Linked DNA regions of Triticum aestivum: region 2 is linked to region 1. A link is a contact called in public Hi-C data. All regions are on one chromosome and are shown on one strand. The core of a region is the stretch at or near the end of the contact, and the rest is flanking DNA. Distances in the headings are between cores, read along the strand shown. Region 1 holds the start of LOC123155978 (ERAD-associated E3 ubiquitin-protein ligase HRD1). Region 2 holds the start of LOC123162586 (proteasome activator subunit 4).

Region 1 (5,420 bases), core at 2,343-4,842:
ATTCATAACTAATTCATATGAACTCAGAAAAATGCAAATAAGATATCAAAATGTTCATATAAACATTACCTTTATGGGCATATCATTTGCATTGAGGACAAAAACTTCGTTTAAACTACCCGAGGTAATTAAATAAATAGATATAAACAATATTTTTTTCATGAACAAAAATTATATGCAAATGTAGGTGATGTTTTCTGAACATTCTGATACCTTATTTGCATTTTCCTGAGTTCGTATCAACTTGTTATGAAGTTTTCAAATAATGGTCAAAGTCGTTAGAGCATTCATAACAAGTTGATACAAACTCAAAAAAATGCATATAAGTTATCAGGATGTTCAAAAAACATCACCTACATTTGCATGTAATTTTTATTCATGAAAAAATATTGTTTATACCTGTTTATTTTTAATAATGTTAATAACATTAATTACCTCGGGTAGTTTAAACAAAGTTTTTGTCCTCAATGCAAATGATATGCCCATAAAGGTAATGTTTATCTGAACATTTTGATATCTTATTTGCATTTTTCTAAGTTCGTATGAATTAGTTATGATTTTTTAAAGTTTTGGTCAAACGGTCAAAGGGCATTCGAGGACCTCGATGGAAAAAGTAAGGGCAAAACTGAGCAAGCTCGAAAAGTAAGGGCAAAACCCGTGGGTAGGAACCAACTAGGGGTAAAAATGCAATTGTCCCAATGAAAAAATAGTAAAAGATGTTAAAAATCTGAATTACTTTGGCAACAAAACATTGATAAATTGCCTACATATGCAATTTTTTGTGAATAGAAAACATCCCTAATGTTCAGGAGTGGAAAGCATTTTGGAGCAATTTTTCCCTGAACATTAGGGATGTTTTCTATTCACAAAAAATTGCATGTACATAGACAGTTCGTCAATCTTTGTTGAAAAAAACAGTTTTCCAAATTTTTGTTTACTATATTTTTCTGTTTTACTGTTCATCATGGGTGCGTTTGAACTATTTTTTTTGCGAGAAACTTTCCGATCTATTCATCATCAATCATGGCAGTACAACGAATACCAGAAATAATATAAATTACATCCAGATCCGTAGACCATCTAGCGACAAATACCAGCACTGAAGCGAGCCGAAGGCGCGCCGCCGTCATCGCCCCTCCATCGCCGGAGTCGGGCACAACTTGTTGTAGTAGACAGTCGGGAAGTCGTCGTGCTAAGGTCCCATAGGACCAGCGCACCAGAACAGCAACCGCCGCAGATGAAGAATAACGTAGATCAGAAAAATCCAATCCGAAGACACACGAACGTAGACGAACAACGACGACATCCGAGCAAATCCACCAAAGATAGATCCGCCGGAGACACACCTCCACACGCCCACCAATGATGCTAGACGCATCGCCGGAACGGGGGCTAGGCGGGGAGACCTTTATTCCATCTTCAGGGAGCCGCCGCCGTCTCGTCTTCCTGAGCAGGACACAAACCCTAGCAAAACTGAAAGAAACGATTAAAAACGAAGCCCTCCCGCCGACCCTTGCCGAGATCCACTACGCCCCCATGGCCCTAAGGCCATCGGAGAGGAGATGGACCTGCGGCGGCGGCGGCGGCGGCGGGAGGCAAAAACCCTAGCTTTTGTGGAGGAGACGGAGGAGACGGCGGCTACAAAAGACGACCAGTACCAAACTGTACTAGCGTTTGAACTAACGAGCAAACAGAGCAAACGAACACTTTCACACAGTATTGATCTTTCTTATGGTAGTTCAAATTACCAAACGAAGTTCTCGCAAATAAGAAAACATACACACAAGTCTTAATTTTTGCAACATTCTGGGGTGATGCAACAACCAGGGACAACCCTCGAAACCAAGTTGTCACTTCTTGATCTAGGTAAGACTATTTTTCTTGATTAATGGGCGTCATATGTCACATTGTTCAACCTTCATTTATGGTGGGTAATCGTGATTCTACGCAATTTTAGAAACAAACTAAAAATGTGAATTAAAATTGTATTTCTTTTCGGAAAATAATCTATTATCTAGGGTCAGTGATTCTGCACAATTTTCAAAACGAAATAAAAAAAATGTGAACTCAAACATATATTTCATTTCGAAAATTAATCTGTTATCTGGGATGGGTTTATTTAGGAGAAAGTCAAATATTTGCCACTTTGAATTTGTGGCTTATCAAAATTGTCACTTCAAAGATGGATTAGCTAAATTGCCATCCAACCCATTTGCCCCTTTATTACCGGGTCGTCTTTTATAGGCACCAGAAAAAAGGCCAATTTTACATATCTAAGAATGTCCGGCTACAAAAATGCTAAACTTACGGATATATACAAATCTTTTCGCCACTACCCCTCTCCCCTCTCAGTTTTTTCATCATCTTCAGTAAGAATACTTCTTTGTGCTGCCAACCCGATTGTTGTGACTGCTCGCACCACTCGATTGTTGCCTGCTCGCTCTGCTTGACCGTCATCGCGACTTGCCCCACCTACCCACGCGCCAGCGCCACTCAACCCGCCCCTTGGCCGCGCACACACGCATGTACCTGATCGCCATTGCCACTTGCCACACCTACCCACACGCGCCACGCGAAACCGCCCCTTGGGCACCACACACATGTACTTGACCGCCATCACCAATTGCCCCATCCTACCCAAGCGCCAGCGCCACCCAACCCGTCCCTTGGGCGCACACACACACACACACGTGTATCTGATCCCGTCGGCCAGTTGTCCTACCTACCCCACGCGCCAGTAACACTCAAGCCGCGCTCTTGGGCGCGCACACACACGCATACCCGACCCCCATCGCCATTTGTCCTACCTACCCCACGCTCCAGCGCCACTCAACCCGCCCCTTGGGCGCGCACACACACGCGTACCTAACCGCCATCGCCATTTGCCCCACCTACCCACACGCCAGCGCCACTCAACCCGCCCTTTTGGGCGCGCGTATTGATTAAGTTCATCTATTCTCAAATGCCGATCTTAAAAAGAGTGTAAAAGGAGATCAGAAGACCAACCACCATCGCCGGCCACCGCAAGGCTGTGCCGATGACTTTCTGATGCCATCTACAGATCTACTTCTCAGATGATTGCAGTGATCCTTCACCATGTCTACTCTGCTCCAAGCAGGCAAGGTTCGTCACCTTCGTCTCCGATGACCAGGGCAATCAGATCTACTTCCCGGATGATTGCAGCGGTCCTTCACCATGTCTGCTCCAAGCAGGCAAGGGTCGTCACGTTTGTCTCCGATGACCGGGGCAATCAAGGTATTCTTACGTTCAGCCAATTACCTACTAGATGTTTTAGCAGATGATTAGGATGTTGTAACGGTTATTAAATCCTAAACTTTAGGAATTCATGGAACTCTTAAGGTCGGTAATTTTGAGAAGCCAAATATCCAAAGTGGGAAATATTTGTTTTCCTAATCTATCCACATGACGCTAATTTACCCTGCCACATTAATTGGGCAAGTGTAGAGGTTCATATCTTCATTTTTCCCTGCCGGTCCCTAGTGAGTAGTGACCGAAGATTGAGCCCCTCAAAAACGAAAAAAGAAATTAAAAAGAAAAACAAGACCGAAGATGACACGTCTTTTCTACACGTGGATGCCGCCCATTGGCCAGCGACACGCCACCGCCGTGCTGGCACGAGGACGCATGTCCACCGGCGCACCTCCCTCGCAGCCGGCGTGCAGACCCCCCTTCTCCCCGAGCGAACACGCCCCCTCTTCCTCCCCGCACCCAATTCACTCACATGGTCCTCGCAGGTGGAATACCTTGATGCTATCTCCCCTCCCACAGCCTAGAGTTTCTCCCAATCCAACCTATCACAAGGGTACGAAATCCGGATAGGGGCGCCGCCGCATCCCGGGACGAGATTTCACTCCGGCACCGCCCCCCAGCCTCGCATCGGTAAGCCACCACGAGCACGCTACCGCACTCCGACGCAGCCTGCTCGCCTAGGGCATGGATTCGCGCGCCGCGTCTCTTCGATTCACCTCCCAATCTGCGCAAAATTCGAGAGAGAACTTTTGCGGATCGGGCCGCTGATATTCGCTTTCTGCTCCAGGTGATCCGCTGGTGGCGCGCGTAGGGTTTCCGGCGGAATTTTTCGCGAGGGGATTCGCCGAGGGCGGCGGCCGAGATGATCCGGTTGCAGACGTACGCCGTGTTCAGCCTGCTGGCGACGATAACGTCGGTGTACTATGCGTTCAGCAGCAGGGAGCAGTTCTACCCGGCCATGGTCTACCTCTCCACCTCCAAGATATGCTTCGTGCTGCTCCTCAACACGGGCCTCGTCGCCATGTGCGTCGCCTGGCAGCTCGTGAAGCGCGTCTTCCTGGGGACGCTCCGGGAGGCCGAGGTCGAGCGGCTCAACGAGCAGTCGTGGCGTGAGGTCGTGGAGATCCTCTTCGCGGTCACCATCTTCCGCCAGGATTTCTCCGTCTCTTTCCTCGCCATGGTCGCCGCCCTGCTCCTCGTCAAGGCTCTGCACTGGCTTGCGCAGAAGAGGGTCGAGTACATTGAGACCACACCCTCCGTGCCAATGCTGTCGCACATAAGGATCGTGTCCTTCATGCTATTCCTTCTTGTCGTCGACTGCCTCTTCCTGGCGAACTCGCTGGGGTCGCTGATACAGAAGCGGGAGGCATCTGTTGCAATCTTCTTTTCCTTTGAGTAAGTTTTCATAAATCACTCTTTACTTGCTTGCAATATAGCATCTTTATTATGCCACGCGACCTTTCAAATAGTATCCATCTGATCAAATTGAAAAAAAAGCATCAGCTGTTTGATCTCAAATATGGAGGGCATGCTTTGGTTGTATACCTAAGGGTGGAAGTGAAAAATGCGAACTGTTCCTGGAAAGCCCCTCTTTCATGATATGACAGATTAATATAACGTGTGTGAATTTGAAGTGGATAGTTTTCAATAAACATGCAGCACAGCACAGATAAACACCAGAATTTCTTGTTATATATATGCTTGAAGACGCACTAGTAGGATGACATGTTACTTGTTACTCATTCTTAAGTAATGTTTGCCATCGATTTTATCTAGCAACTTCTAACGCTATGGCACTCAACAGTTAACATTTCATTTTGCGCATCCACTAGACCATGGATAGTTTTTCTTGTATGTTTACCACATCAAGCCTATTATCCTTTCATTTATATGTTATGATTGTCATTTGTCAAAATCTGAGTCCAGGAACTTGTTGAATTCTTCTTCTAAGTTTAAGCAATACATTTAAGTGAAAGCAGTGCCAATCATTTGATCAGTTGTCTAAACTGAGGTAAATCTCACCAGTTATGGAATTTCTTTGTTGATTATTGCTTTTTAAAGCACGGGACATGCCTTTCAGGCAAGGTTACTACCATATTGAGTTATACCCCGAGAAACCTACCATATTGAGCTGATGATTAATCTTGCGT
Region 2 (5,246 bases), core at 1,937-4,436, 410 kb before region 1:
ACTGATTAGAAAACAATGCTTCCTTGCTTTTTGGTTCCATAGTTGAGACAAGATAACAACTACTAGTACTACTTAGATATTAGCCTTAGGGAATAAGATAAAATTTGTTAGTGAAGATTGCTTGGAAAGTTTCAGTTACACGATGCATGCAAGTACGTCTTATTAAGGAAAGGAATAAATAAAAGTTATCTAGTCTCCCTCTCTTATTGAGCCGGTCCATCCAAGGAGATGAGTTCCAAGTTGGATTTTGACAGGATTTTCACCAATTCACATTTTCACTAGATAATATGCCAATGAATCAAGAAAAATCAAAGCAGCATAGAAGCAAGAATGCAGCAGTATGCGGGAAAAAAATAAACACTGGTGCTGAATATGCCAAACAGAAACTGCCAAACCTGAATTCCAACCAAATCTCAGCAGCTGCACCTTCAGGAAAGAAAGTCCTAGAGGCACGTACTAAGCCGGTGATGGTCTCGAAGTGTTGCTGCCTTACTTTCCAGCCCTCAGGGCCCATGTTTCTGAAATAAACATGACATTCACCATGTTAATTCATATAGCTCTTTCGACACCCGAAAATATGTGTGTTCCGAACGGTACCTCTTGAAATGGGTTTGTATCAATGTCTCGTAAAGCGGCCTCCATTGCACATCAAGTGAAAGTCTCTCCGCATGCTTTTTGGAAAGCCTGATGAGCAAACCTCCCCATTTTATCTGGTTACCAATTGTTTACCAACCAAAAGCGTACATCACCAAAGAACAAGAGATCATAACTATACATAGATAAATCACTAATTGCAGGCCATTACCTGGACAACAAACTTATTCTGCGATGCGTGAAATATTCCAAACCCAAGCTCTATAAGAGCATGTATGTCCTCAGGAGCAACGTCACTCTTTGCTTTGATAAAACTAAATCCATAGAAAATCAAACATCAACATTTGCTACATAAATCCTGGTAATTAAAGAAATTCAATTACATTGTTAGTATGTTACAACAAAAACAAGTTGCGCCCTTCCAAGTATAGCCTCACTTCAATATACAATTGAAATTGCTGTGTTAATGAGAGAAAGGGAAAATGTGTGGCACGTAACATAAAAGTGCCATTATAATCTCATGTGTACTTTGATATATTAATCAGTGTTATGAAGTGAAGGGTTTTGTAATAAGGTCATGTTAAGAATTGATACATGTTTATCGTTGCATATTCATTAATTGGAGACTCCTGTGGAGTCACGGCCTAATTCCAAAGACGATATCCTCCCAAGGCCCCACATAGAAAATAACTATAAATTCCCATGACAATTAAAAAATATCTGAGGCACTGACATATTAAAAATGAAAACCAAATCCATATATCTAAACTGTATAGTACTCCCTCCGTCCGGAAATACTTGTCATCAAAATGGATAAAGGAGGATGTGTCTAGACGTATTTTAGTTCGAGATACATCACCTTTTATCCATTTTGATGACAAGTATTTTCGGACGGAGGGAGTATTTTGTGTCTTAGATCTCATATGTAGCCCATCAACTTTGCAGTTTAATTCATTAGCCCCATCAACAAAACAAATTCTATATTTTACTCATAAAACACATGCCCAATTAATAAGTCATAGTCGTTATAATACTACTTCACAGATCAATCCAGAGTATTAATATCACAACCCAGTATAATTTTAGAAAACACAACTTGGGCAGAACATTGCATGTAAATCTGAATGAGACAGGCTATAACACAATTGCAAAAGCATACAGTGTAATATAAATATATAATACAGCTTTTCTCGCAAAATAAATTAACTTTAAAGCACACATGCACGTTCAAAATCTATCTAAATAGAAACTGAATTGAAGCGATATGATTGCTTTTCTCTACCGTATGTAACCAAAGTAACTGTTCCATATCTTGAATTGAAATACTTTTACAGGAACCTTAGGTTTTTCTACAGTTGTACTTCCTACAAATCAAATGTCACAACGACAATTTTAGAATTTATATGTTTTGGAGTTGCTGTGCAGAGGCACAGGTTGAAGACAACTTTATCCAACTGTAACAAAATCATTCAAATCGAAATATACAAAGGGGCAGAATATAGTGTATATCCACCTTTGGGTACTAACATGCTAACTAATCAGGTGGGTCACAGTCTATTAGATGGCATTTGCACTGATTATATTCAAAAGAAAGCATAAATAAATATTTACAAACAGACCCTAACGCTTCAGTATTTGCAAACAAACCACTGACAGACCGAGAGAGATAATTTCAGATGGACCCTGCCTCCTGGCATCCCTCAATCTGATCCACCAATTACATATGACGGACACCGCTACATGCTAGTGCCCAAAAGAGTTCGTAGTAGCTAATTAGCACCTCATGAACTAATTAATCATCAAAACTTTTGTTAAGATGCTAAAAATGGGCAGGCAAAGCTCAGAAACGAGCTTGGTATTAGAGCTTAGGCCGTGAGCCTTGTGGCAAGTGTTTTACCCAAAAACACAGTGACAGTCCATAAATGTACACCAAGGGCAACCAATTCTGACTGTGTTTTACAGTGGTGGACTGCATCGTAAAAGAGCTCATCCCATTCACGGCTTAGCCGAACAAGCTCCAGAGAGTGGATGCTTGATGCTTGGGATTACGCAGCCAACAATTCCACAACCGCGAGCCCCAAGCTAACCCTTCACACAGTCATGGAAATGGAACCGATCAAAACCTCTCCAGATTACGTGAGCAACGCGACCGGCGATTGTCCATATAAAATCCCAAAAGCAAATCGAATCGCACCGCATCGAATCGAATCGAATCGGTACGGAGGAAAGGGCGCGAGGGAATTACAGGTCGAACACGGAGATCCACTTGAGCGTGGCGTAGGCCGAGTCGGGGTCGTCGGGGCGCCACGCGTCCTTGGCCGCCCGCACCGCGCCGGCGAAGGCCGCCGCCTCCCCCCGCGCGGCATCCGCCACCGCCGGGGGCAGCCACGCGTTGTAGAGATGCATCGCCGCTGTGTGCTTGCGAAGCGAAGCGAGGCGGAAATGGGTGGTGGGTTTCTGCTTGGGGTTTAATCGGGGAGGGTATTTATGAGCGGCCGGGTTCTTTCTTCGCCCCCAAGACGAGCGGGGGCGAGGGGGAGACGACGACCAGAGAGGCCAGAGGGCGACTTCGGCGACCGGTGCTCCGCGGCAAGGCAGGGGGGCGCTGCTGTTATCAGTGACGCAGGCTCTGGGGCTGCGTGGACCTGGTGTACGGTGGACTTCTCGAGTTCCTCTTCAATATTTTTTTCTGAAACTCTCTAGTTTCTTCTTAGAGGTCAAGTATGACTGTCGATTATTATTTTTATTTAACATGGTTGTCGATTATTGGTTAAGGCTGTGGCTCAAAAAGAACGGTTTTACTATTTCACATCTAGTAGATGTGAAATACTTATCACCAGAAGTGCTTATCACACATCTAAGTCCAAAACCGTTGAATCTAGATGTGATCCCTAGTCTTTTTTTAATCGCTAGTTCTTTTAGATGAATTTTATGATCGCTAGTTGTTTCACCGTTTTCATGCATGTGCAGCGTGTTGTTGTTTTTGACTTGAGTCTGGGTTGCTTTTTTCGTCTGGGCTTGTTCTTTGTCTTTGTTTGGGTCCGATCTATGTAGAGATATGCTTCTTTTTTTCAGTGGGCTGCCATGAGAATTAAATGATAGAGCCAGCATGTTTTTCCTCATGTCTTTTGTTCCTGTTCGACACTCTCTACTCACTACCCCTCGCATTCCCATCCTTTTTACCAGAAGTTTTGCCTTTTGTTTTTACATTGCATTTTAAGCATACTTTCCAACTTTTCAACTATTATTCTTAGATTTTTTTGGTCGGAAGCATGGTGTTTGTGCGAGAGGCCTAGTGGCCCACCATGTGCAACTTTCAACTTTTTTTATTGTTTTTTTTCTTTTTCTTTTGTCTTGTCTCTTTTTTGTTTTGTGCATAGAACATTTACGTGTTTTTTTCTTCAGTTTCTTTGTTCTATTTTTTCTTTTTCATCCGGCCCAATTCCTATGTAGTTTTTTTCTCCAATTTTTTCTTGAAAACCTTCCTTAAATCGGAGTCCAAAGACATTGAAATTCAACAGGGACCATAGTTGATTTTTTATTCCAGTTGCAACTCCATCTTTGACTCGCAACTAGGGCTTTTATAGTTGTCTCAATTGCATTCATAATTGACTCGCAACCGATATCGTAATTTTGTGTAGTCATAATTGCAAGTCCATCATCGACACGAAACTGGGCCTATAGTTTGTTTTTGTCCCAGTTGCAAGTCCAACATCGACTCGTAACTTGGGCCCAACCTCTTTTTTGTCCCGGTTGCAAGTCCACCCACGACTCGCAACTGGAGCCCGACTTTTTTTGTCTCAGTTGCAAGTCCACCCATCGACTCGCAACTGGGGCCTATACTTTTCTTTCCTAGTTGCAAGTCCATCTTCGACTCGCAACTCGGGCCTGGCCTTTTCTGTCCTAGTTGCAAGTCCACCCTCGACTCGCAACTAGGGCCGGATCTTTTTTTGTCCCAGTTGCAAGTCCACCCTCAACTCGCAACTCGGGCCCGACAATTTTTTTCTTCCACTTGCAAGTTCATCCTTGACTCGCAACTAGGGCCCGGCCGTTTTCTTGTCCCGGTTGTAGTCTCACCCTCAACTCGTACCTAGGAGCTGACCTTTTGTTTTCTCCCAATTGGAAGTCCACCCTCAACTCACGTACGGGCCAACGACCCCCCAAGTCGCGAGTTGAGGGTGGACTTGCAATTGGGAGAAAACAAAAGGTCGGCTCCTAGTTACGAGTAGAGGGTGGGATTGCAACCGGGACAAGAAAAGGTCGGGCCCCAGTTGCGAATCAAGGATGGACTTGCAACTGGAAGAAAAAACTGTCAGGCCCCAGTTGCGAGTCGAGGGTGGACCTGCAACTGAGACAAAAAAAAGATCTGGCCCCAGTTGCCAGTCGAGGGTGGACTTGCAACTGGGACAGAAAAGGGCGGCCCGAGTTGCGAGTCGAAGATGGACTTACAACTGGGAGAGAAAAGCATAGGCCCCGGTTGCGAGTCGAGGGTGGACTTGCAACCGAGACAAAAAAAGTTGGGCCCCGGTTGAGTGGACTTGCAACTGGGACAAATAAAGGTTGTGCCCAAGTTATGAGTTGAGGGTGGACTTGTCCCAGTTGTAAGTCCACCCTCAAGTTCTTCCAATTGCAAGTTCACCCTCAAACCAAGC

What was found. A called contact is a pair of places that touch in the nucleus more often than the background predicts.
Region 2: a contact with region 1 is called in a Hi-C map of leaf, with 4 times the contacts expected there. The contact joins the promoter of LOC123162586 here to the promoter of LOC123155978 in region 1. A contact is called at or near these places in 2 of 5 Hi-C or Micro-C datasets (both in leaf).

What each region holds. Positions count from the first base shown.
Region 1 is chr7B:155,033,868-155,039,287 of IWGSC CS RefSeq v2.1, reverse strand. It overlaps LOC123155978 (ERAD-associated E3 ubiquitin-protein ligase HRD1), which reads left to right and starts at 3,592. Exons shown (of 8, transcript XM_044574151.1): 1 at 3,592-3,900; 2 at 4,058-4,665. The coding sequence starts at 4,133.
Region 2 is chr7B:155,441,657-155,446,902 of IWGSC CS RefSeq v2.1, reverse strand. It overlaps LOC123162586 (proteasome activator subunit 4), which reads right to left and starts at 3,186. Exons shown (of 35, transcript XM_044580359.1): 1 at 2,840-3,186; 2 at 806-908; 3 at 598-710; 4 at 396-518. The coding sequence starts at 3,000.